5 separate regions of the Mus musculus genome follow, and all the other regions are linked to region 1. Evidence: chromatin contacts called from public HiChIP or PLAC-seq and promoter capture Hi-C data. All regions are on one chromosome and are shown on one strand. The core of a region is the stretch at or near the end of the contact, and the rest is flanking DNA. Distances in the headings are between cores, read along the strand shown. Region 1 holds the start of Oxsm (3-oxoacyl-ACP synthase, mitochondrial). Region 2 has its middle 70 kb from the start of Slc4a7. Region 3 has its middle 19 kb from the start of Slc4a7. Region 4 overlaps Slc4a7 (solute carrier family 4, sodium bicarbonate cotransporter, member 7). Region 5 has its middle 6.3 kb from the start of Gm32121.

Evidence for each region. Promoter capture Hi-C pulls out the DNA fragments that hold promoters and counts their contacts. HiChIP or PLAC-seq counts read pairs in DNA pulled down with a chosen protein or histone mark.
Region 2: an H3K27ac HiChIP or PLAC-seq map of double positive thymocytes shows a contact between it and region 1, with 6 times the contacts expected there. The contact joins the enhancer-like site here to the promoter of Oxsm in region 1. A contact is called at or near these places in 2 of 39 promoter capture datasets (the C10 cell line and pre-B cells), 9 of 115 datasets of contacts at active chromatin or transcription factors (the 230-238 cell line, astrocytes, bone marrow-derived dendritic cells and 6 more) and 2 of 9 other capture datasets (adipose tissue and liver).
Region 3: a contact with region 1 is called in a promoter capture Hi-C map of embryonic stem cells, with 2.8 times the contacts expected there. The contact joins the enhancer-like site here to the promoter of Oxsm in region 1. A contact is called at or near these places in 3 of 39 promoter capture datasets (the C10 cell line, embryonic stem cells and hippocampal neurons), 4 of 115 datasets of contacts at active chromatin or transcription factors (acute myeloid leukemia, astrocytes, large pre-B cells and 1 more) and 2 of 9 other capture datasets (liver and macrophages).
Region 4: a contact with region 1 is called in an H3K27ac HiChIP or PLAC-seq map of bone marrow-derived dendritic cells, with 8 times the contacts expected there. The contact joins the enhancer-like site here to the promoter of Oxsm in region 1. A contact is called at or near these places in 8 of 39 promoter capture datasets (the 3T3-L1 cell line, the C10 cell line, cranial neural crest and 4 more) and 4 of 115 datasets of contacts at active chromatin or transcription factors (astrocytes, bone marrow-derived dendritic cells, embryonic stem cells and 1 more).
Region 5: an H3K27ac HiChIP or PLAC-seq map of microglia shows a contact between it and region 1, with 5 times the contacts expected there. The contact joins the enhancer-like site here to the promoter of Oxsm in region 1. A contact is called at or near these places in 3 of 39 promoter capture datasets (the 3T3-L1 cell line, cranial neural crest and hippocampal neurons), 4 of 115 datasets of contacts at active chromatin or transcription factors (astrocytes, differentiating embryonic stem cells, microglia and 1 more) and 2 of 9 other capture datasets (adipose tissue and liver).

The regions. Positions count from the first base shown.
Region 1 is chr14:16,241,289-16,246,380 of GRCm38.p6, forward strand. Oxsm (3-oxoacyl-ACP synthase, mitochondrial) reads right to left here and starts at 2,043. Exons shown (of 3, transcript NM_001359883.1): 1 at 2,002-2,043; 2 at 503-1,510. The coding sequence starts at 1,479.
Region 2 is chr14:14,630,942-14,636,033 of GRCm38.p6, forward strand. No RefSeq gene overlaps it. Among named protein-coding and RNA genes, the nearest start is that of Slc4a7, 70 kb to the right of the region's middle. Within about 2 kb of position 2,325, at least 282 of the 459 cell types and tissues checked have an H3K27ac peak or open chromatin away from gene starts, as enhancers often do. A contact at or near this core is called in the 230-238 cell line, adipose tissue, astrocytes and 7 more, where this site is marked.
Region 3 is chr14:14,681,780-14,686,871 of GRCm38.p6, forward strand. No RefSeq gene overlaps it. Among named protein-coding and RNA genes, the nearest start is that of Slc4a7, 19 kb to the right of the region's middle. Within about 2 kb of position 2,947, at least 59 of the 459 cell types and tissues checked have an H3K27ac peak or open chromatin away from gene starts, as enhancers often do. A contact at or near this core is called in pro-B cells, where this site is marked.
Region 4 is chr14:14,798,094-14,803,185 of GRCm38.p6, forward strand. It overlaps Slc4a7 (solute carrier family 4, sodium bicarbonate cotransporter, member 7), which reads left to right. Exons shown (of 26, transcript NM_001360504.1): 26 at 1-1,850. Among named protein-coding and RNA genes, the nearest start is that of Nek10, 20 kb to the right of the region's middle. Within about 2 kb of position 2,873, at least 42 of the 459 cell types and tissues checked have an H3K27ac peak or open chromatin away from gene starts, as enhancers often do. A contact at or near this core is called in bone marrow-derived dendritic cells and neutrophils, where this site is marked.
Region 5 is chr14:17,411,504-17,416,595 of GRCm38.p6, forward strand. No RefSeq gene overlaps it. Among named protein-coding and RNA genes, the nearest start is that of Gm32121, 6.3 kb to the left of the region's middle. Within about 2 kb of position 2,893, at least 53 of the 459 cell types and tissues checked have an H3K27ac peak or open chromatin away from gene starts, as enhancers often do. A contact at or near this core is called in adipose tissue and microglia, where this site is marked.

The DNA of each region.
Region 1 (5,092 bases), core at 793-3,292:
GACTTTTTTTCAAAGTGTGGTCTTTAGACTGGAGCTAGTTAGAAATGTAGAGTCTTAAGCATCAATCTAGATCCGCAGTCAGAACTGGCATGTTAACAAGACTCCTGGGTGATTCAGGGCTAAGAAATGCTGCTTTGAAAAGATTTGAAAAGAACAGAATATACCTAGACACATCTATCTCTATTCTCCAGGTCTGATAAGTGTTCAGAGGGAGGCTGAGGAAGGGAGCACACTCATGATTTCCAAACAGAAGGTGGGGTATAAGAAGCTAGCAAAGACACAACTCTATTGGCTCTAACTAAAGTCCATTCAATTTTTGTTTAAATATTTTCAAATGTTTTCAATCATTTCAAGCAAAGAATTTTTAAAAAGCCTTTGATCTAAGAGAATATATACTATACACCAAGACCAGGTAATGTTTTTTTAATTTGAAGTTCCAATAGTGCCTTAATATAGTATCTTAAGAGGAAAATATATTTTGAACAGAACAACCGTTCTTTACCTTAAAGCACCTTCTCCTTCGGGATCGGGGGCAGTTATGTGACCGGCATCACCCGAGAGTCCATAACCCAAAATTTCTGCGTAGATCCGAGCTCCTCTCTGAACAGCATGCTCATGTTCTTCCAGCACCAGCACAGCAGCTCCCTCACCCATGACAAAACCATCTCTCTCTGGATGAAACGGCCGGCAGGCTAGCTTAGGATCTGGGTTTGAGCTCAGAGCCCGGGCTCTGGAAAACCCAGCGAGAGATAATGGACTAATGCAAGAGTCTGTGCCCCCAGCCACCATCACATCTGCGTCACCATGGGCTATGAATCTAAAGGAGTCTCCCACAGCATGTGCACCTGTGGTGCAGGCTGTGGACACTGAGTGATTGGGGCCCTTGAGTTTGTAGCGAATGCTAACCTGGCCTGCAGCCATATTGATCAGAATCTTAGGGACAAAGAATGGGCTGACTTTATTATAACCTTTGGTCTGAAACAGCAAAGCAGTTTCAGAAATAACTTCAAGAGGAACCATGCCCATGCCAATGGCAACGCCAGTAGCCACCTGATCTGCTTCTCGTTTCGGATGCCAGCCGGAGTCTTTCAGGGCCAACTCTGCTGCCCCAACAGCCATGATGGTGGAAGAAGACATGGACTTGGCATCTGATTTGGACACAAAGTTTTCTTCATTAAACTGACCTTCATGTGGACCTCTTGGTACATAAGCAGCTACACTGCAAGGGATATTCTTGTACTCATCACCAACCACAGAAACAATTCCACTTTCTCCTCGGAGAAGCCGATCCCAAACTAGTTGAGTCCCAACGCCAAGTGGTGTCACTAGGCCAATGCCTGTGATGACAACTCGTCTGCGCAACATGGCTGCTGGCACAGTTCCATAAAATCTGTGTTTGCTTATTAACCAAGAATATGACGCTGGATATGGATGGGAGATTGTGGCTTTTAGAAAATGTTGCAAGCATTTTGACAACATGGTTGAAATTCAGAAGATCAGAAACACATTCCTGGAATAGACCACAAGAGACAGCAAGCATCATTTAAACGACAGTAGAATCTTACACACACCCTAGGTGTGACTGTGGTCACAGAGAAATGCAACCCTCGCTTGGACTTAACTTTTATTTGTAATCTATGAGGTCCTTCAGACTGTCAACTGATAGCTAGCTCACTGGGTTTTACAACGCCAACCCACCCTACAGGGGGCATCCTTCTTCAGGCTCACCGAAGATTACTGTACAGTGTGGACTGAGTCCATGTGGCATTTCTAAGATTAATGCACAGGAGGCCGCCTCAGGCCCATTCTGCCTTGTGCACTTTATCTACTTCCGTGTAGGGCAGATAACCTTTCAGGCGGTCCCGCCACAGCCCAGCACCGCCGTATTAGGAAGGCCGGGTGTAACTTCCCGAGCTCAGCGTTAGGAGCTCTCAGGGATTCACAGCCACGCGACGCCCTCCACCCCTACCCTGAAACCCGGGTGCACACTGCAGTCACTACCTGAAACAAGCCTTTGCGGGCGCCCACCGAGTGCGCATGCGCACTCATCCGCAGCGCAGCGTTTCCGCCCGGTGCCTGATGTCAGAGGTCAGACGCTCCGGCCAGAGCTTCCTCCGGGTTCCGGGTTGTGAGTGCCCCGCTCTAGCCTCAGAGCCTGTTTTGATCGCTTGGGAAACCTCACCTAGTCAACAGCGATAATGCCTAGATATTCCTGTGCTGCCAGAGAAGGGCGGCTGTCATTTCCCCAGGACATTCCGGGGAGGACCTATAGCTGTAGCCTCCCTGGTAGCTCTGTAGAAAATATTCATAGAACTCTTCAGAATGTCACCAAGAAACCGAGGTCGTTTGGGGAAACATCTAAATGCCACGTAGACAATAAAATAATACTATGGCTGAATACTTAGAAATGTGCAAAGACGTTGAGAATTTGTTAGGAGACGTTAGTTACAAAACTTTTAAAGGTTTGCAAAGAGATCAGATAATGGTACCGCTCAATTTCAGCACCTGGGCGGCAGAGGATCAGGAGCTCTGTCCTCAGCTGTGGAGAGAGTGCAAAGGGAGCCTGGGCTACCAACCTGAAGACTTTGTCTTTAAAATATAACAAAACCTAACGTCTGTAGTGATCTGCAGTGCTTATGGTGTCCCCTCTACCTCCATTTTTCCTTACCTTTATTTACTTTAGCAAATGATGTAAACAGCTACTTCTGTAACAATAAAAAGGGCTGACTCATGACAGGAAGTGACCAGAAGATTGCCCAATATCTGAAGTGGAAATTCCTGAGCTTACGAAAGTTTTACTTGCTCAGAGATAAATCTGTAATGGATAAGTAGGATAAGTAGCAACACAGCCAGGGGATGTCTATTAACTGTTCAAGTCTGTCCCACGTGTGAGCTTTGCTTTTTCTTCAGATAAAGGATAGACTATGCTATCTTGTAGTCATGATTATATATTTTCTTGTGGGCAATAACCTCTTCAGGCCATCGTTGCCACGTATGCTTGCTTTCCAAATGTAGAAAAGAATCTGAGGTAAGTTTAGCTATTTCCTCATTACTCCTGGATATGATTTATTGTCTACTCTGTCTAAAATGTTTAAGAAAATTCAACTTGTTCCTGATCCAGTAGCTCACCATTTGCTTAGTATGATCTCCCTGCAGTGAAAATTGTGCTGTTTCCTCCAGTACCTTTTGGCAATTTGTTTTACATACAAATTTCTGATCTCAAAAGGCATTGGGGTATGTGGACTGTGGAAGGTTAGCTGAAAGGGGAACTCTGTCTATGCAGCCATGGAGAAGTCATGTCATCATCCATGCTGCAGTGAAACTTTCTGGCCGTGCAGATGCCCTAGGCACTTACTCCTGTAAGGAACCCTTCACCCATGCTCTGAAGTAAGCTGAATAAACTTAGAGTGCCCTAAGTCGGACCTGGGGATTTTGCTTTGATTTATTGTTGTTGCTTTATAAAGAGGCTGGGTATTTGTTTACATCTTCCCAGGGAAAGAATTGTTCTCAAAACAATGCACCCACATAAAACGTGATATAACAAGACCATAATGTATATTTATATTTCTCTCTGTGATCATTTTACTTCCATCTGGAAAGGGTTAAGAAGTTTTTAAAATCATAATAACAGCTATATGTGAATTATTACCGTATTGTTTGCTAAAATATCATGGTGTATTCATGAATACAAATCTTCAACTTGGTTTTGCTTATCATTGCCTCCTCTTATTATTTCTCTGGTTCAAAGCTTTATTTCCAAATACAGTTCTCAATTAAATAAACTTTCTATCCAAACAATTAAACTTCTGTTTGTAATATTATTTTAGCACAAAGGAGACCAAGGTCAGTGCTATCTCATTAAGTCATGAAATGCTTCAAAGAAGTGGACCTAGACTTCAATCTGTAAACTGGGTGAATACATGTGTAGTAACTGAGGGGAAGGCAAGCATTTCAACAGACAGTAGTACAATACGGACAAAACACCAGGACTTTGGGGCCAGTGCCAAATTTGAGAAGCTGGACTTAGTAGATAAAGTTATCTTCCACTAAGCTTTATAGCTTGATAACCTGAATTCCATCTCTCTCTCTCTCTCTCTCTCTCTCTCTCTCTCTCTTTCTCTCTCTCTCTCTCTGTGTGTGTGTGTGTGTGTGTGTGTGTGTGTGTGTGTATTTTGGTTTGGGTTTTTTTTTTTTGTCATTGTTGTTATTGTTGTTGTTCTTTGCTCTGGTTTTTTCTTTTTCCAAGACAGGTTTTACTGTGTAGCCCTGGCTGTCCTGGAACTCACTCTGTAGACCAGGCTGGCCTCAGTGTCACAGAGATCCATCTGCCCCTGCCTCCAAGGGTCGGGATTAAAGGTGTGCATCATCACGGCTCAGCCATTGAGGCTTGCAACCATTTCCAGAACTCTTAACAGTGGAAGGAAAAAAACCAACTCCCAGAAATTGTCCTTTGATCTCCAAATGCCATGGCAAGGGCATGTGTATGCACTTGCTACACACACACACACACACACACACACACACACAAATAAAAATGAGGTGTGGGAGAAATGGCTCAGAGGCAAAGGGATATTTCCAGAAGGTTATGGCGACAGCATATCAGCAGACAGCAAGCATGGTGGCTATAGGAAGAAATGGAAAGTTCACATCCTTTACCACAAGCATGAAGCCAAGAGAGCAAACAAAGGTGTTTTCTCTACTACTTTCAGTGACATACTTCTTCCAGCAAGATGTGCCACCTAACTATTCCCAAACTGAACTACTGACTGGAAACCATGAGTTCAAATACTAGAGCCTGTAGGAAATATTTCCATTCAAACCACCACACTCTACTCCCCGGTCTTCATAGATGCCCTGGAGTCTTTCACAGTCTTAATACTGTTTAAAAGCCCAAAGTCTCTTCTAAGATGCAAAGCATCACAGAATTCAACCTTCAGTAAAATAAAAAGGCAAATCACATATTTCCAATATATGGCACAGATTGCCATCCCAAAAGGTCCAAGTGGGGAATAAGAACATAATGGACCAAACTATGACTAGAATCCAGCAGGACAAAACACCAAATCCTGTAGCTTCGTGTCTTCTGTTAAGG
Region 2 (5,092 bases), core at 1,075-3,574, 1.6 Mb before region 1:
GTCACTGGCTATACCAATCATATTCTAGGGCAGGGCTCATGCACAAAAGTAATTGACCAACACAAAATGGACTCTGTGTGTGTGTGTGTGAGGAGTGTGTGTGGGAGAGAGAGGAGAGAGAGAGAGAGAGAGAGAGAGAGAGAGAGAGAGAGAGAGGTGAGAGCGCCCACGTTCAAATTGGCTCTTGTTTTTTGTTTTGTTTTACTGTTCATTATTTTATGTTTTTCTTTTTTAGTTATCTTTGACTTTCATTTTGTTTTGTTTTGTCTTTTGAGAAAGAGAGAACATGAAGTTGGGTGGTAGGGAGGTGGGCAGGCTATCTGGGATGGATTGGGGAGGGAAAAGAATATGATCAAAATATACTGTGTAAAAAGATTTCAATAAGAAGGAAGAATGAAAACATGTGTTGGGGTGGAGAGCTGTGTACTCAGTCCACATCCTATAAGGGAAGGGGAGCCTGAGTTTGGATCTCAAGACTGGAGAGCTTCCGGCTCACTGAGAGACCCTGTCCCAAAGAACTGAGGTGGAAAGCAGTCAAGGAAAGCCTTCCAGTATCTATCTCTGGCCTACCTACCTGAGCATGTACAGGTGCTATATAGTACACATGTGCATGCTTGGGAAATGGGGGTCTCAGTGACAGACGAGAAATAGTCAGGAGATTGACTAGAAACACCCAAACTCAAGGCCAGCCTAAGCTATACATATTGAGATCCTGTCTCCAAAATAGTAGTAGTAGTAGTAGTAGTAGTAGTAGTAGTACCACCAAACAAGTAGAGGACAAGTCTAAGGAAACCAGAAACTGATCTAAGAAGCAAATACAATCCTTGGGGTTGGAGATGGCTAGGTGGTGGAGACGCCTCTGCAGGGAGCTTCCACCTGTGAAGGAGCTTGTAGCATGGCTTGTGACTCCTCGGGAAGGAAAGAAGGACTAGAGCTCTCAGGGTTTGTTTCCCCAGCAGCCCATTTCTTCCTGCTCTGCCCCACCTCCTAATTTACTGTGGAGCCTCCCTTCCCCCAAGCTATCAGCTCGAAATGAATATGGGAGCCTGTAGGGTTCACATCCAAGCCAGGGCGCCAGCTAAACCTCCCCTCCACAGACAGACTCTATCAACTGGCTTGGAAGATAGCAATTATCATTCATCTGCCTTTTAACTGTACAGCTCGGTTGCTTCCGAACCTTAGAGAAAGCCAATGAGCAAGTTCAAGTCCTTTGTGTTTTCTCCTGAAAACACAAAAAAAGGTAAAAGAAACATTAAGCAGGACCCTCAGGATCCCATGGTTTAAATAACAGCTGGAATTTTCCATTTTCCTGCGGTAACCCATTGTTGCACGTGTGTGTTAAGTAACGTGTGAAACTAAGAAGAAACAGGGCAGGAGTGAAACAGATAGTGCCTACTGCAGGTAGGAACAAAAGCAACTTCCAAATCTCTTGGGGATATTTAAATATCATCCCAGTGTGAATGACTAACAAACACTGTGTCTCCTAAGCTAAGAATCACACCAACAATCAGGGAGACTTTGGAAGTCAAGCCAGCAAGACCTCCCGAACGCTTTTGCCCTTCTGACCTACACTTTTCTTCCTTCCCCAAGGAGACAGTGCCCACCCCCACAGCACAGCCCCGCCAAAGCACTGGGCCGGGGTGTGAGCTCGGAGCGGGTGCCCGTGTCTCCACTACTCAAGCCTGACTGTGGCCACATAGGCTCTGTCTGGCTCAGGAAGAGGAGTGAAAGGAAGAGGTCGCTCCATTCGGCTAGAGAGAGGGAGCGCACAGAAGTTAACCTCAGCTGCCTCGAATTACATCTGTCTACACATGTATGTCAAAAGCTGCTTAGAAATTAAGCGAGGCTAACTTCTCTTTATGAGTTCTCTTTCATCTCGGGAATTCAAAGCGTTTTGTCACAAAACCGTCATCTTTGGCATAAAAAAATGTAAATTCGAAGTTCAGGTCCTTTAAACTTTCGCGAAGCAGGGGTGGGGAGGGAGGTGGGGGGAGTGCTAAAATAAAAGTAATCCTTTTATCATTATAAGATCCAAGTAGCCAACAAAAGACCACACAGCCTGGAAAAAAAAAAAAAACCCCGCTTTAGATGAAAGGCCTCCACCTCCTCTTCTAAGGCATTCATCTAATTAAAATCACAATTAAGTCAAGGGGGCGAGAGCAGTGACTAAGACTCTAAAGCAGATGCGAAGCACTTTGACTCATACAGGATATGTTGGATTTTCTCGACATTTGGCAAAAGAAATTCGAGTCCTATCCACCCTTCTCTGACCCAGTAAACTCCCTCTCAGGGGCGGGGTGGCGAGGCTCTAAGGAGCCCACAGGTCCAGTGGTGCTGTCTACACATGAATTTTATAGTAAGGAAAACCTTGGAATCTCCCCGGCTCCGGCTTCTGAGTCATTCGTGGGTGTTTGTTTTTTGGGGCTCTGGCTTTGAGTCACCACCCTTCCTGCCGTTGCTCCTCTCAGTCGGGAGGGGGTGGGGGGTGCAATGAGTAAAAAGAAACAAATATCTGTGGCGTTTAGAAGTGGGACTTGGGCGTTGGTGGCTTGATTTTATACGTCCGCCTTTACTTTGAGATTCGCTCTTTCTTTGGTAAGTGTGTAAGATTTGAAAACTACAGCGGGAAAGAGGAAGAAGAGAGTTGAGAACGGCTGAGTCTTTTAAGGATGTGACCTAGGCAAGCGGAAAGAGTGGCCAAAGTAAAAATAGGTGGCTGTGGCTGGGGGGCTGGCAGGGCAGCCGAGTCCACAGTCCAAGCCCAACTGAGCCAGAAGCCTTCAGGGAGACCCGCAAAAGCTTTGAATTTCAGCCCAGTGGAATGTGGAGATTGAAATTTGAAACTGGGCCTTTTGTATGCAGCAGGAGACTGCCATTCCTAGCATAAATACATAGAAACATAATACAGCATAAATACAGGTGCCTGTACAGATACTTGGCTGAAATGTCTGGACCATGAAAACCAAGCCTGGGGCTTCTCAGCCTGACCACTGAGGAAGAAAAGAGTGTTACCTGCTCCCTCTCTCATTTATAGGAGAAAGCACCTCATCACCTCACTACAAAGAGGAAAACAGATAAACTTGGGGCTGTCTTCCTGGGGCATTGACATTTAAAAGTAAACAGAATCCATGTCTTGTTTTCTTGAGTTTGCTGTTTGTTTGTTTGTTTGTTTGTTTGTTTGTTTATATTCTCCGTGTATGGGTGTTTTGCCCAAATAGATGTCTAGTACAGAATGTGGAGAAACTGCTTCCTGTGGCCAGAAGGGGCGCTATATCCCCCTGGAACTGGAGTTACAGATAATTGACCCCCACCATGAGGATTCTGGGAAACAAACCTGGGTCCTCTGCAAGAACAAGAAGTGTTCTTAACTGCTGAGCTCTTTCTTGAGTCACACTGCCTTGTTTTTCAAGATAAGTATCTTAGGTTATTACAAATGAACTCCTGAACTAATTACTTTGTACACACATATATGTAAGAGACACTCAAGGCCTATTCCAAATCAACACACCTAATTGTGTCTTTGTGGCTAACAAACCTGTCTCTGGCTAACTTTATCTATCTGCTCTTTCCAGAATAATTCAGCTTGCATCTTACTTAATATTGAGTACACCTTCTCAGAAAGGGGACCAATGAGATAGTGTCAGATGTTATCACAGCAGCTCATTCTGCTCCTAAGTTCAATGTTTGGTATAGCTAAGAATCAAGCCTCTGGGGCGTGTCTCCCATGCTGGCTTGGTTCTTTAGCTATGAGCTACCTACCAAGTTGTACCAGACTCACATCACACCTCCTGCACAGCTGCCATGGAGCTTTTCAGGATAGACATTGATTATGAATCCTGTGGTCTCTTGCAAAAGCATAGTATTTGAAAGTGTGGTAGTCCTTTCTGTGCAGAAGAGGCCAGTTTCAGAGAAAAAAAGAAATGAGTTCATACCTCACAGATGAGATGACAAAGTGCTGCAAACTGGAGTTTATGTTTTTAAGTAAGGGCTGAGTGTGTATCTTAGTTGGTTAAATGCTTGCCTAGCATGTATGAAGTCTTCAGGTCAATCCCCAGCAGGCATGTTGACACATATCTGTAGACCCTGGACATAGGAGGACCAGAAGCCATCTTTCTACAAAGGGAGTTTGAAGCCACCCTAGGATTTATAAGACTTGGCCTCAAAAACTCAAATGGGGTTGAGAAGATAGCCCCAGGGTTAAGAGTACATGTGGCTCTTCTAGAGGACTTTATCACCCACCCAGACAGTTCATATGTGTCTATAATTCTAGCTCCAGGGGTTGCTCATTCTTCTGACATTCCCACATGTGACAGACACTGACACAGACATTCATACATACACATAAAGTAAAACAAATGTACAATCATTCCGTAATGTCTGGAGAGATCATAGATGGAATGTGCTTCCTGGGGGCTACTGTTGGGCCATATAGCAAGAACAAATCAGCTCTGCCCTTCAAGGAACTTGGCATCTTGTTAGAGGTATGGTTTGCCCTATTCCTCCAGAATTGAAATATCTAGTTCAGAGTGTTTCCACTCCCTATGAGAACTGAGCTGCTCAAAGCAGGGATATTGGTTTTGTTCACTGTTGTATCTAAGCACCTAGAATGGATCTTTGCATACATTGGTCTGGCATGGTGAATGTCTTAGTCTGTGTGATAAATACCGTGATTCTCTTGATCAATGTTCTATTGCCATGAAGAGACATCATGGCTATGGCAACTCATATAAAAGAAAGCATTTCATTGAGACTGGCTTACAGTCTCAAAGGTTTAACCCATTGCCATCATGGCAGGGTAGAGAAGCACCTGAAAGTTTACATTGGGTATTCAGGCAGCAAGAAGAGAGAGACTCTGGTCTGGCTTGGGCTTCTGAAATCTCAAAGCCTGCACCAATGACACACTACCCCCAACAAGGCCATACAGTAGGCCCCAAGAACAATTTACTGAATGGACATATGTGGTATACAAATAGTGTATGTGTGTGTATATGTGTGCTTGCTCACGTGGGGGTAGGTTGGGACTCATATATCTAGTTCTTTTCCTAAGTTTAGATATAGAAGTAGTAATAGGACTCAGTTTAGGGAAGATCAA
Region 3 (5,092 bases), core at 1,697-4,196, 1.6 Mb before region 1:
CCTGTTACTAGCCAAGCCCAGTGAGGCCTTGGAGAAGGCAGCCCTGCCTGGTGAGCTTTGGGTAGCATGATGAGGACAAGGGAGAGGAAAAACGACCTGCCAGCCAGAAACCATGACTTAAATAGTAAGAAGCAAACGTCTATCATGTCCCTTGTTATATATTTTAAGGCCTGCTTATTACGGCTCACATAACTGACTCCTCCTATGTCCTACTGAATTTAGGCTACTACAGAAATTACATGGAAGAGACTGGGAGTTCAAACTCAAGACATTCAGTACCTCAGGCTGGGTGCAAACCACAGCATTCTTCATATCAGGGTTGCCCCTTCAGACTCTCCCTCCTGGTCCATTGCCCTTCACTAATCCTCACTATACAGAAGATTGTCCTTTCCTTGGACATTCAAAACTCAAAAGAGAAGTCCACCTAACATTTGAGATAGAAAAATGACTGCTCCTTAGATAGACAGGCCCTAGAATATCTGGTGACCTTTCTAATACTCCTCCTTACTTTAGTTACTATAAGATTTAATTTGCAGAAAATACCATAGGCCAGAAATGGAGAAGAAAGTACAATGATCCAGATGTATTAACATGCCTTAATGAAATGTGTTGTTTACTTTACACGTGAATCCAAAACTTTACTTTAAAGATAGAGGATGAGGTTGACGCGCAGCGTGCAGGTTTTCTGCCCTGACCCTCCGTCCTCTCCCTAGAAAACCCCCAATGCCGCTGAGCTCCAGAAGATAGAGCTTTGACGTAGACCCTCCTTATCTTTTCCAGATTGCTCACCCTTTGGCCAACCTGATTGCTCCTGGACAGATCTCAGCTCCTAAATCTTCAGACTTTAAGCAGTATGGGTTTTATCCAGTGTCAGGTTGATGGGATTCAGTCATCTCACTGAAAACGCCCCGGTAGAAAGGGTAACAAGAGGACTCATTCAGGACTCTCAAAAGGCTGGCGGCCTCTCTGACCAACCACCTCCCAAAGGCCCACTTCCTACACTGTCACCTCGAAATCTTGAATTTTGACATATGAGTTTGCGAGCCGAGGAAGACATGAAACATTCACACCAGCAGACTATAACCTGGCAGGAGCAGGTAGCAGGGAAAGGGTAATTGATGTGCCTGCCCTGCAGAAGCATAGCCTTTTATCATTTCTTTCCTTTGTGTTTTGGGGTAGAGTAGCCCATCTGGTGGTTCTCTTCTCTCAGCTTCCTGAGTGCTAAGATTAGAGGTGTACACCAACATGTCTGGCCATTTTCTTCCTTGCTCTTAGGTTCACTTTACTATTCACTATTCACTTTACTATTTCACATTTGAATGTTCTCATGAATAATCTTGTCTCTTATTTAAAACTAGCTCCTTGCCCCCTGCTTACCAGGTGCGGTGGCACACACATGTGTGCAGGAGGTAGAGGCGGGAGGCTTACAAGTTGGAGGGCCCTCATGGGCCATATTACAAGAATATGTCTCAAAATAAACAACTAAAGCCCCCACTTACCATTTTGTATTCATTTGTTTTGACTGGGTTTGCAAAAAGTTAGTAGGAATTAATTTCATATAAATCCACCAAGGATGACCATGAGCATGTAATGAGACTTGCAGCCCGTGGTAATTAGGATTCTCTTGTGAGACTATGCCGGGGCCTAGCAAACACAGAAGTGGATGTTCACAGTCAGCTAATGGATGGATCACAGGGCTCCCAATGGAGGAGCTAGAGAAAGTACCCAAGGAGCTAAAGGGATCTGCAACCCTATAGGTGGAACAACAATATGAACTAACCAGTACCCCGGAGCTCTTGACTCTAGCTGCATATGTATCAAAAGATGGCTTAGTCGGCCATCACTGGAAACAGAGGCTCATTGGACATGCAAACTTTATATGCCCCAGTACAGGGGAACGCCAGGGCCAAAAAGGGGGAGTGGGTGGGTAGGGGAGTGGGGGTGGGTGGGTATGGGGGACTTTTGGTATAGCATTGGAAATGTAAATGAGCTAAATACCTAATAAAAAAATCGAAAAAAAAAAAGGATTCTAGTGTGTTTGAGGTTCTCGATTTGTTTCCATCACTGTGAAGGTGAGGAAAGAATGCATTGCCATAGAGGTCATGATAGGGTGCTTTAAGTATGCTAAGCTTTGAAACTGTCATACAAGGCAGGTATTGTGGTTCACAGGGGCAATCTTAGCCCTGAGCAGACATAAGCACACCACACTTTTGAGGCCAGTCTGGTCTACACGATGACTCCTAGGCTGTCGAGGGCCTCATGGAAAGATCCTGTCTCAATGAAACAATATCAATAGATTTAAAAAGTTTCCTTTCAATTTTTTTCATACCTAAATAAGTTTAAAATATAGGGGCTGAAGAGATGGCTTAGTTGGTAGAGTGTTTAGCATGCCTGCATTAGGATCTGCTGGGTCCCAGAATCCATGGACAAAAGCTGAGCATTGTGGTAAAAGTCTACAATCTCAGTGCTGGGAAGGTGGAAATAGGATCCCTGGAGTGTCCTGGCCAGACAGCATAGCTGAATCAGTCATTTCCAGGTTCTGTCCAAAGAAAATAAAGGTGAATAATTAGTCATTGAGGGAATGACATTGGCCTCTAGCTTCCAAATGTAAGACACACACACACACACACACACAAGAGAGAGAGAGAGAGAGAGAGAGAGAGAGAGAGAGAGAGAGAGACAGAGACAGAGAGACAGAGACAGAGACAGAGAGACAGAGAGAGGTGAAATGTTTCAGTCCAAAAAAATCTTCACAATTATTTGTACTTAAAAGGCATCATAATCTTTCAATTATGAGATGAGTGTAAATGGCACTTTATTATTTAAAAAAAAGTAATAAAAAATTCAAGAAACACCCGTGAATTTCCTTTCCTACTTGAGGGGCCGTTACATTTATTTTGTGTGTCAAGCAAATACATATGTATTTTATTTCTCTCCTAAGTTTTTGTTAGTAAAATAGACAAATATGCATGGTATCTCTTGATTTTTATGACACCATTTTTATATACGACTTGAAGAGAGACATAGCTGACAGCTATGTATGTGGGGGTCAAAGCTAGCACCTCATACATGCTAAGCAAATACAGCATAAACTCTACCACTGAGCAATAGCTACAGCCGAAGATGAAAACACTTTTATTTTCATTTCCTCTTTTTTCTCCCTTTCTGTGCAATGCCAGGATAGAGCCCTGGGCCTCGAAACCACTCAGCAGGAGCTGTACCACCAAGCCTCAGTCTCAGCACGTTCTACCTGTCTTGGTCCTTTCATTTTATTTAGAAGTTCTAGGAACATTCCTGGAATCCAGACTCAGATTTTTCTGCAGAAGTTCCATGGTTTGAACTCTCAGAAGCAGCACTGTGACAAGGAAGGACATTGCTGCTGTGCAGGACAGCCCTTCAGACTGAGGCAGGGCCCAGGCCTCTGGAGTTACTGCAGTCCCCTGGAAATTCTGTGATCTTTATCAAGGTGGCTTTCTCCAACTCCAGACAGTTTCTGGAAAGGATGCGAATTATGAACTATCAGGCAAAGAAGAGTTCATTAATCTGTGAGGAACTAAAAAAAAAGTATTAACATTCACTTTGTCACTCAGAAAAAAAAGGAGAAATAAACAAAAAAATTACAGAAAAAAAAACATTGTAGTAAGGAAAAAGTACAGAATAAAATGAAAATTAACTAAAACTAAAACATAGTGGTATGGTGCCATAGTCACACCACTCTGGGGACCAACTGGAAGTTAGTCTGTGTAATAAGATCCTGTCTCAAAAAAATCAGTTTTGTTTCTTAATCCTGGGCCACAGTTCATATTGTGTATTCTAATTGAATATAGAGATTAGAGGAGCCAAGGTCACTGCTACCACGATTAACTACGAAAAACACCTGTGAGCAGTGACTCAGAGGTGGAACCTTCAAAATGCATTAAAAATGATTGGAGACTCATTCTTTAAAACTGTTTACAGCAGAGCTCATCCATTCAGCTGAACAAGTCAAGAGCATAGAGAAGCTGTAAAAAGAATTCAGATGCTGTGAAATTACTACATTTAACAAATCTGAGTCTTGGCTTATTATTGCATTTCTAAAAGTGAAAAAAAGCTTGTGGGGGTAAGGAGAGAGAGAGAGAGAGAGAGAGGGAGGGAGGGAGGGAGGGAGGGAGGGAGGGAGGGAGGGAGGGAGAGAGAGAGAGAGAGAGAGAGAGAGAGAGAGAGAGATCTTAGTGGTCCTGGCTTTGAAACCCATTCTAAGAATTTTCTGTCATGCCAAGAGCCACTGCTGGGTGGCCTAAACTCAAGCCTGCTTTAAGCACAGGGAGAGACATCTTCCTGAGTTTAGGGAAGTGGTCTCTGATGGAGGTAGATACCAGCAGTCTGAAGCTTGCATAGGATACCTAGAAGATGCAGGCCAAGACCTGCCTACTCCCTCTCCATCATGACAATGGTAAGTCCTTGCTTGTTTTGACATGGAGATTGGCTTGTATCCTCTGAGGTTACCACATGAATCCTGAGGAACTAGAGGAACCAACCCACGCTGAGTTGAAGCATGGTGTCTGGAGTAAGGACAGGGAAGAACGGGAAGTTATTGCTAGCTTCACTAGGTACCCAGGGCTGTGCATGAGCGGCCACAGAGACAGTTTCCTCTTGCCGGTCATTTGGCCCACAAGCATCGAAAGGGAGGCAATAGCAACGTGGAAAGTTTCCCGGTGGATTTCATGCCAAGGGTGTTACTCAGTGCTCACAAAGCTCCATCTGGCATTTACTGCTCAACAAAAGGGGAAGAAAAAGGACCTCTGCCACTTTTCAGGTCACAATGTTGGCAAGGTATGCAAGGGGAGGCAACATGGGGCAGGTGTGTTTGTGTGTGCGAGAGAGCTCTTGGTTCATTTTTACCACAGGACATCAATTATTTCTACTACTTTAGAGGATGTAAAAATCTAAAGTGTTATTTACATTTTTTGTCAAATTTTGTTTACGAACTTCAACATCTGAGGAAATGATGCTTTAATTGGCTTACTTCCTGAAGGGTTTGTTTTCAAACCCTTGACTCGGCTTGCAGCAGCACAGTCAGCAGACAAGCTTTCCTCTTTCCTCCCTCAGAACG
Region 4 (5,092 bases), core at 1,623-4,122, 1.4 Mb before region 1:
GGCGGAAAAACCATGACTTACGGAATATTTTGTATCTAAGATGTTTCACTGTGGTTTTGGTTATTAATGGCTTCTGCTTTCTTTTGACTACTTGACTTACAAAGTGATCTAATAGGACTACTCCCCTGAAGAGCAGAGGTAATTTACTGCTTCTTTCAGGTGGTTACATTTCTTGTGCTATTTTTGAAAATAACAATCATGAATAACATTCATTGCAAGACAGCAAGAGAGATAATTTTAAATATATATATACATATATATGTGTGTGTGTATATATATATATATTTTTAATGCTGCCTTAAATAGGTGTATATGAGCAGTAGTAATTGCTATGTACTGATTTACCTCAAGGTGCAAAATAATTAAATTTGTACATACCCATTTACAGAATAAGTTCAGAGACACAGCCCTGCACTTTCTTAGATGCCTTGATTTTCAAACGGAGCTTAGTGCTACTGAACACCACGGCCATGGGGCCACCTCAGGACGTTCTTCCCTCCACCATATTTTATTTATTTATAGATGTCCGTTTACAAAGACTATAATGAAACCTGGTGTAAACTATCTGATACTTATTTCCTTTCTATTGCTATTTCAATCTAAAGTAGGAGCTTTTGAGAAAACAGTAAACTAGCTTCCCAATGCTAAAGGGTTGATTCTATATATATTTTTAATAATATTAGATATGCAAAAGTTAAAGTACAAGGTCTTTAAAATATTGTGTGAGTGTTTGTGTATGTGTATGAAATCACTCTTAACTCTCTTAACTTTTTTAAAACTCGTGGCATACCAATGTTCAGATTTGCCAAGCTTTCTCTAAGACATGTAGGATGAAATGTTTTTGTGTGTTAATGCATGTATTTATAAAGATTTGTTTACTGCTGAGAATCACTAACTCTTGTTTTCATCCCCAAAGTGTTTGTTTCTTCCACATGCTGGAAGGCTTGGCTTGAGTATACGCTTTCTGGCTTTCCTTTCACAAAGGCACGTTCAAAATTGTTCAGAAAGAAGAATGGTCTCTGACAGTGAGGTGTGATGCCAGAGCTTTCTGAAGTTTGAGCAGTGTGTGCAGCTCTGCATGTGTGTCCTGACAGAGTCAGATATGTGAGCCATTAAAAGAACATTGTAATTCAGAGTGTTTATTTAAGTAACTTACATGTCTGAAATTTATTTATGTAGATTCCATCATTGTTATCATTTGTAGTGCAAATACATGAACTGTCTTCATTTAGTCCCAACAATTATTTATTTTTAGAAAGTAAATTTAAAGCCAAGCTGCATTCAACTTTTAAAATAGTGTTCTAATCATAAGATGTGATCATTGTAAGGTCTCTTTTAACTTTCTGGAAAGTAAATGGTCAAAAGGAATCACATAAAGATTGTTTTACATTTTTAACCTGTATGTACTTAGAGGGTAAGCCCCAGTTCTCTGGTTTCTAATCATTTTTTGCACATTGATTGTTTCTGTTCTGTAGCTTTTCTTTTGCTCCTTTGGTTTTGGCTTTGTAGGGGTAAGGTGTCTTCCAATGTTTACTATGTTAGGCTTAAATTAAATTTTAAATTTATTGTCCATTTATATAATATTTGATACCTTGGTGTAACTTCTCAATACAATTACAATTTTTATGACATTTATAATTGCGATGGTATTTTCTTTTATAATAAAATCCAAAGTCAATTAAACAAATTGTAGACCTGATATTTTTCATCTATATGAAGTACAAGTCTCTACCTGAGTCTATAATGTGAACCATCCTGCCTTTCACATTTGTTTCCTAATTGTTAGAGAAAACTATTTTCTGTAGATGTTATTGTAAGTTGAAAGAGCAATAAAAGTCTACATATCACGGCCTTGGCTGTTGTTTTTTACCTTGTTGTTAGGAGTGCTGCAAATGTTTTTTGTTTAAGCTGAGGCTGGAGAACGGAAAGTGAGTGGCTTCTGCCTCCTGCACCCAGCTCTTGTGTAAGAGGGGGAAGAGAGAGAGGCCGGGAAGGGAGGGAGGAAGGGGGGGGAAGAGAAGAAAAAAATGTTTTTTATAGTTGGGAAATGTTGAAGGTAATGTTTATTTTAAATGCCGGTCCAACTTTGCTTTCTGTTTTAAACGTAGAAACTTTACCCTGTGGTGTGTTAACATTTTCTTGATAACACTCATCTCTCTGCTCAAGGCCCGTTTTTCTTGACTAATTTTATTTTGACTTGGATTGACTTCGCTCCTGTTTTTCATATGAAGAACTTCTTGTGTCTCATTGTAAAATTGTTAAGCCATGGGGTGAGATGAAGAACAATATAGCTTTGGAAAGTTCAGTTACACTTGGGAGAGGTAGTTTACACTTGCCACACATAGGACTATTGTGACTGTTGTTTACCAGGAGGGGGATCCTTCGCTTAGGGCTGTTTCTTGTGGTAGTGCTTACTGCCTCCCTGATCTACGGTGAGTTCTCTTGTCAGTCTTGTCTTTCTCATTTCCAGTGCTTGCAAAACAGTTTGTGCTTCTGCTTTTTCCCTCCATGGCCCACGTAAAGGTCTTCATTGACTAACTGCATTCTGACCTCTGCAAATGTTTTCAACCACTGAGCCTACTCTCCAGTCTTTTCTTACTTTATGCTATTCTTAGGACTCAATGCATTTTACTTGGCGTAGTTTAGACATTCATTTCAAGATAGTAAAGGAAAGAAACAACAACATAAAATGGGTAAGTCTCCTAGGATTGAACTGTATTACAAGATAATGAAGCATGGCTCAGCCCCCATAGTTACCCTTACAGTGGAGCGTCTGTGGGGTCATGGATGCTTAGTGCACAGTGCATGCTGGAGCCTTATGTTTGGAGTAACCATCTGTCATCCAGAGCCAGGGTGTCATACTGCCTTATGGAGCAAAAGAAAGCAAAGTATTACACTTAGTTTATGGAGAAGTAGAAAATAGGAAGCACATTTGATATCCTACAGAAGACAAAGTCAATCTTCAGCTTCTCACAGTGACTTCCTGCTTGGTAGTTAGGGTTTACAAAAATACTTTGTATGCTACTCCATGACTTCTTTGGCTGTTAGTCGGAAGCAACAGCCTTGAGGTTTTATGTTCTGAAGTTCAGTGCTGTGCTTCATTTCCGGTATACAACTGTACTTTTAAATTCTTACTTGATTTTTGTCCTGGTTTAATTTTTTTAAATATTTTATTAGGTATTTTCCTCATTTACATTTCCAATGCTATCCCAAAAGTCCCCCATACCCTCCCCCCCCCCACTCCCCTACCCACCCACTCCCACTTTTTGTCCCTGGTGTTCCCCTGTACTGGGGCATATAAAGTTTGCAAGTCCAATGTGCCTCTCTTTCCAGTGATGGCCGACTAGGCCATCTTTTGATATATACGCAGCTAGAATCAAGAGCTCCTGTGTACTGGGTAGTTCATAATGTTGTTCCACCTATAGGGTTGCAGATCCCTTTAGCTCCTTGGGTACTTTCTCTAGCTCCTCCATTGGGGGCCCTGTGATCTATCCAATAGCTGACTGTGAGCATCCACTTCTGTATTTGCTAGGCCCCTGCATAGTCTCACAAGAGAGAGCTATATCTGGGTCCTTTCAGCAAAATCTTGCTAGTGTATGCAATGGTGTTGGAAGCTGATTGTGGGATGGATCCCCGGATATGGCAGTCTCTAGATGGTCCATCCTTTTGTCACAGCCCCTAACTTTGTCTCTGTAACTCCTTCCAAGGGTGTTTTGTTCCCAATTCTAAGAAGGGGCAGTGTCCACACTTTGGTCTTCCTTCTTCTTGAGTTTCATGCGTTTAGCAAATTGTATCTTATATCTTGGGTATCCTAAGTTTCTGGGCTAATATCCACTTATCAGTACATATTGTGTGAATTCCTTTGTGATTGGGTTACCTCACTCAGGATGATGCCCTCCAGGTCCATCCATTTGCCTAGGAATTTCATAAATTCATTCTTTTTAATAGCTGAGTAGTACTCCATTGTGTAAATGTACCACATTTTCTGTATCATTCCTTTGTTGAGGGGCATCTGGGTTCTTTCCAGCTTCTGGCTATTATAAATAAGGCTGCTATGAACATAATGGAGCAGGTGTCCTTCTTACCTATTGGGACATCTTCTGGATACATGCCCAGGAGAGGTATTGCAGGATCCTCCGGTAGTACTATGTCCAATTTTCTGAGGAACCGCCAAACTGATTTCCAGAGTGGTTGTACAAGCTTGTAATCCCACCAACAATGGAGGAGTGTTCCTCTTTCTCCACATCCTGGACAGCATCTGCTGTCACTTGAATTTTTGATCTTAGCCATTCTGACTGGTATGAGGTGGAATCTCAGGGTTGTTTTGATTAGCATTTCCCTGATGATTAAGGATGTTGAACATTTTTTCAGGTGCTTCTCTGCCATTCGGTATTCCTCAGGTGAGAATTCTTTGTTTAGCTCTGAGCCCTATTTTTTAATGGGGTTAATTGATTTTCTGTAGTCCACCTTCTTGAGTTCTTTATATATATTGGATATTAGTCCCTGCTGATTTAATTTTTTGAGGTACTATTTCATGTAGTCCAGGCTAGCTTTGAATTCCTGGCCCTCTTGCTTCTGCTGAGATACCCTAGCAGGTATCCTAGAGACTCTTGACTAAATCAAAAACTTTATTTTACCTTTTGTAAACCAACTGTGGCTATTTAACAACTGCTACCTTCACTCTGATTAACTACATAAAACCTGCTTAAGTATTATACATACTTAGGTCGGTAGGGCCCTGTGCCCAAGGGTGTTGTCAATATCACAGCCTTGGGTTTTATCTCTACAGAGCCAGTGGTCCTGCCCTCTCTCCTTCACTTACTAGTTGCCAGGCTGCTTAGGTCATTCTCATTTACAGCTCTAGAATGAAAATTAGACAATGTGAAGAGCAAGTGAGATGACATCGTTAGGATTTGTGCTCACCAAAAAACTGACCACTGAGTTAATTTGGTACTTTTAAAGGCTCCATGTTGTGCCTTTTAAAAAGGCAATTTTAATGTGAATTGAATTTTCTTTTCTTTTTCCTTCCTTCCTTCCTTCCTTCCTTCCTTCCTTCCTCCCTCTCTCTCTCTCTCTCTCTCTCTCTCTCTCT
Region 5 (5,092 bases), core at 1,643-4,142, 1.2 Mb after region 1:
TCAAGAAAACCCTGGGCAGGTCTTACAAGGTCTGCTCAAACAAAAGCCAGCTATTACCGCTGACCAGCCAGGGGGTACAGTCCTATGGACAAGGAAGGTTTAAAAACAGAAAGAATGTTTTAAAAGCTGGGTTTTTTTAGAGCCTCTTGCTACCCTGAAAGGAAATCCAAGTTAAAAGAAATATATGATAGGCATGACTTCTGTGGCTAGGTAAATAAAATGCCTTATTTTCGGCACTTTCTATCTTCCATAAGCAATGGGAACTTACTCCTACACACTTGGCCTCTACTCTGGGACACTGTCTTCTATATATCTTGTTACTAAAGAGATATTGCTGATTCCCAAAGACAGGAAGGAATGTTTTGAACATGTCTGTACTGACTGGCTCTGCAAGATGTACACTGAACAAAAGATTAATTGACAAACCTATTTTCTAAGTTATTCAAGGATTATTTTGAGAATGTTATAAAAATTCCATTTTCAGATATGTGTTTTCCCCAAGGAGCTCTAGAGGCAATTATCAAATGGAATCAGTACACTATGTTTCTTGCACACTTTTTCAGCCAGTCTTTCCATTAGTGAAACCAACTAGAGCAGCCAAAGACGTATTTCAGAAAGAGGGCAGAATTTTAGTATAAGCTAATGAGACTAATGCCTTGATTCATCTGTTTGCTTTTTCCAAGGGCATCCAACCAACAACACTTTCAGAAAAAAATATGTTGTCTTCCTTTTAGTAAATAAACTCTGAGAGACTAGCTAAGAATACAGCAGAAGAGATGCCTGCATAGATCTTTTCAGTACTCCTCTACAGACTGAGACTCATTAAAACAACAACAACAACAACAACAACAACAACAACAACCAAACAGCACTCACCTCTAATCTCAGCAAAGGAGAGGTAGGCAGATCTCTGTGAGTTATAGGCTGGCGATGCTTACATGGAGAATTCCAGTCTAGACAGGGCTGGTGAGGCCATGTATCAAGAATTAATTAACTAAAACCCAGTAGCTAAGCTCCTTACTGGCCAATGGATGCTTCACACATTTTTTTTTTTCTTCAGCTCCATCCTAGTCTGGGCTCTGTCTTCGCACTGGAAGCATTTCCATTGGTTTGTGCATCAGTTCAAAGTCTGGGGATGCTCCCACAGTGTTACTCTAAATTTTACATGTGTTTTATAGAGTAGAGCATATTCTTGGCTATAGGTGCCTTTCTTCTTAAACACTGTCCATAATTATTTGAGCTTATGTTGAAGAGGTTGTTGTGCCACGGAAATGTTCGTGATCCCCCAAAACACATAGGAGCCATTCTGATGCTCACAGCAATGTCTTTATTCTATTCCAGCTAGCTCAGACTCCCTCAATGCACCACCATCATGCAGGATGGGTTTGGTGGTGGAGAAGACGCAAAGGTCTACGGGGCAAGGCTTTCTAGTAATCAGGAAACAGGGAATATGCGTGCAAGCATCTAATTAGAAAGCTGCTGTGGCCTTTAACATAACTGGCTGGTTCTGGGAGTCATATCATAAACTTAACTTCTGCTCCCCTCTGCTTTGGTGGTCATTATTCAAGGGGTGGGCTTGTAACCTGGAGTGCAGGTTTGTTGGGGGCCAAGAGACACTGGTCTTGTTGGTGGTGTAACCTAGAAAATCTGCTTTTGTTGAGGATTAGCTTAGATACTGGAGCTAGGCTCAGCTTTTGTTGGTGGCAATTTGGAAACTAATGCTAGATACCAACCTGTTAGTCTACCTGAGTTCAAAGTTAGGTCAGGTTCTCTAAAGTGGAGTCTGAATTTAAAAGCTTTGGCATCTCAAGGAACTTTATACCAGACCCCTTCCCTCCTGGAAACAAATGGTCATAAAGAACATAGGCACCCCTCCCCTCTGGAAGGGAGGGGCTAATTACATTCCTCAGACCACAGGGAGGAGGGACTGACCACCGGCCACCTGCGGGTAGGGGTAGACACATTCCAAGACCTTTGGCCACCTACCTCATTCCCTATAGACCAATCAGTTTAAAAGTCACACTGCTCTGCCAATCACATTGTGCCTAATGGCTGCTTCCTGGAGAACTGTATAAAGGTTGCTTGTGGTTGTCCTCTCTCTCCATGTTCGACCCCAACATGTTGGAACAACAAATTCTTCTTGCTTTTTGCATTGATTCCTGGCTCTGTGTTGTTCACTCAGGGAGTCCCCAGTAAGCTAAGGCTTGCCAGGGTCTTAAATTGTTACTGTAGTGTTTTGTACGCACTGCTGTACCTTGGCTAGCACACCTTGTCTGTCCATCTTTCCGGGCAGTGAGGATAATCCCAGTGCTCTGCCAGGTTTCCTGAAGTTCTTTTGTGCTCTCATTCAGCATCTCTGGGATTTACTTCTGACTTGCTCATGAGCTACTTCCAGAGAACTGCTCTTGGCCAAGAGGGGCTTCCTGCAGATGTTTAGCACTGGATGCATGTGGAAGTTCATCCCTCAGGGAGAGCTCATGAGCCATGGACAACCCAAATAGGAGCACCTAGTGCCTTCTGGGCAGCTGGTCACATTCCAGTCTCAAGACCTCCTATCTGGACCAGGCTGGACTGGGCCATGGTGGCAGCCTAGACCCTTGTTCCCCCTTCCCTGAATGTCTTCTGTAGAAGATACTCTGTATACTTCCATATAGATGATACTTCCATATAGATGATACTTCCATATAGATGATACTTCCATATAGATGATACTTCCGTATAGATGATACTTCCGTATAGATGATACTTCCGTATAGATGATACTTCCATATAGATGATACTTCCGTATAGATGATACTTCTGTATAGATGAGCAGACACTTATTCTCACCCCATAGCTGGCTTCTGCAGTGATCTAAGAGAGACCAAACTTTTCACACCGTGAGAAAAACAATTGCAAAATGCTCATCTGTTTGCAACATGTCATGACTCAGCACTTCCTGGACTTCAGTGCTTATGCGGCTCTGTAACTTCGTCACATGACCACTTGTTCTCAGTTCTCATACCTTAGACCCACTGAACTTTCCTAAGTGTTTTGATCTCTCGTTTACTCTTTGACAAAATCTCTTTTTGTCTGAGGCAATCTTACCCTCCATAGCCCATTACATTGGATCTCTCCTACACTGCTGCTATCCCAGCCCCTGCAGGCTCTCATCATGTCTTAGCACTATTCCTTCCTCTTTGTTACTTGCACAGTAGTAAATGAGCTCTAGCATGTGAGCTCTTCCTGGTGACAGGGCTTGCCTCAGTTCCTTGTGTAATGCATGGTAGAGAGTTGGGGCTTTATCAGAGTTTGCTGATTGTCCAGACTGAGGACAGCTTCACAGGTCCATGAAGAACCAATTTACACAGAATACCCCTAAGGCCACACTCTATAAGTGTTCCCTTACAGAGCCTTCAGGAAGACCCACTGTGTGAGCATGTGTAGTAAACCTAAACAAAATGCACTGCCTTTTCTTCCAAAGATTTAAATAAGTAAAACTTCACTCGGACAATAATTGTAAAGAAGCCACTTGGCAGGAACTCAAATTCCTCTGATGTTGAATAAAAATATATGCTGAAGTTTACTGTCTCCCTGTAAACTGTATTACCCAGTAGCATAAGAATGTGAAGTCATATTCCTCTACTCAATGTGACACAGGAGACTTCCTAGCTTTAGGAATAAAAACCCTCTGTAGGGGTGTTTGTTTGCTCCCTTCTGCTATTCTGAGAGCTATTTACCTTGCTGGAATACTTTGAATTGCATAGTTGTTTTACTAAGATCCTATATCCGTTTCTTACAATGTTACTGTGAATTTTATAAGAAGTTTAGCACCTCTGCTGCAACCATCTCTCTTCTAAAATAGCTTTCTTCCTTTTCTCATAATTAAGTAGAACAAATAAAATGTGTTACATATTTAGGTTTAAATTATCTCTATATGTCTACCCAGGCAATCATCTCTGGCCCAGACAGCACTCTTTGTGACCTGAGTTCTTCTGATTGAGGCCCAGTAGTGATAGGACAAGGGAAAGATCTTCCAACAGTATCATCAGGAGGAAAAGCGAAAGGGACAAGCTAACATAAGTCTATGTAAAATATTTTAAAATAATTTTTTATGCAATACCAAGTCTTTTGTATTCATTCCTTCTCTGCAATACTAAATTCATAATTTATGTGTATGTGTGTGTGTGTAAGAGTGCACGCTCTTACACACTTTGATAGCTAATAAAATTAGCATAATCTGGGGAGTGCCTTATTGAGGCTATTGGCCATAACCTTTGTGACACTTACAGAGAATGAAAGAGCTATTGTGGCAGTTAGGGAGGTCTTGGGGAAGAGCCTGGCTGAAGGAGAGCTTTAGGCAGAGGCCTGGTCACTATTCTGTCTTGAGGGTTTACAAAGTTTACAAAGTATACAAAATGTATACAAAGTTTACAGAGGAGGGTCCACATCAGGGAAAGCATTTTATGCCACTTGAATGGCAGAAATAACCAACAACAATTTCTTTGGCAGAAACCCAAAGGTTCAAATGTGGTATATTATACTCATCATTTCCAGTAAAAATTATATATCAAAATATGTGGGCCTAATACATGTGTTCCACAAAGCTCATACATTAAAGCTTTAATCTGGGACTAACTAGATTTAGGTTGCATTATGAAGATGGAGCAACCATGATGAGATTTGTGCCTTCCTCAAAAAAACGTCAGAGACCAGAAGTCCTCTGGATCTTGTGAGTCTCTGCCTCCATCCCTGAGGGAAATAGTTTATTTAAGCCAACACCAGTGACACAATCTTATCACAGCACCTGTACTGTGAAAAGTAATGACTCATAGTGATTAAATCCTTTGCAGAACATTAGTGAGAATTCACAATGTATCTTCTCTCCTTCCTCTCTCCATGCTGTACCTTCAATGTCAACTGTAATGCAGGCTGGCAATTTTTTCATTGGTTGCAGCTACTGCTTTATTGTAAGTTGATATCACCTACACTACATTGTTCTTTTATTTTTTTATTTTTATTTTTTAATAATTTGACTTTAACGTAAACCCTGTCACTCTATAGCAACTTCTGCTGAGCCAGAGTTTCTAGAATGGCAAGCCAGTATTACTAA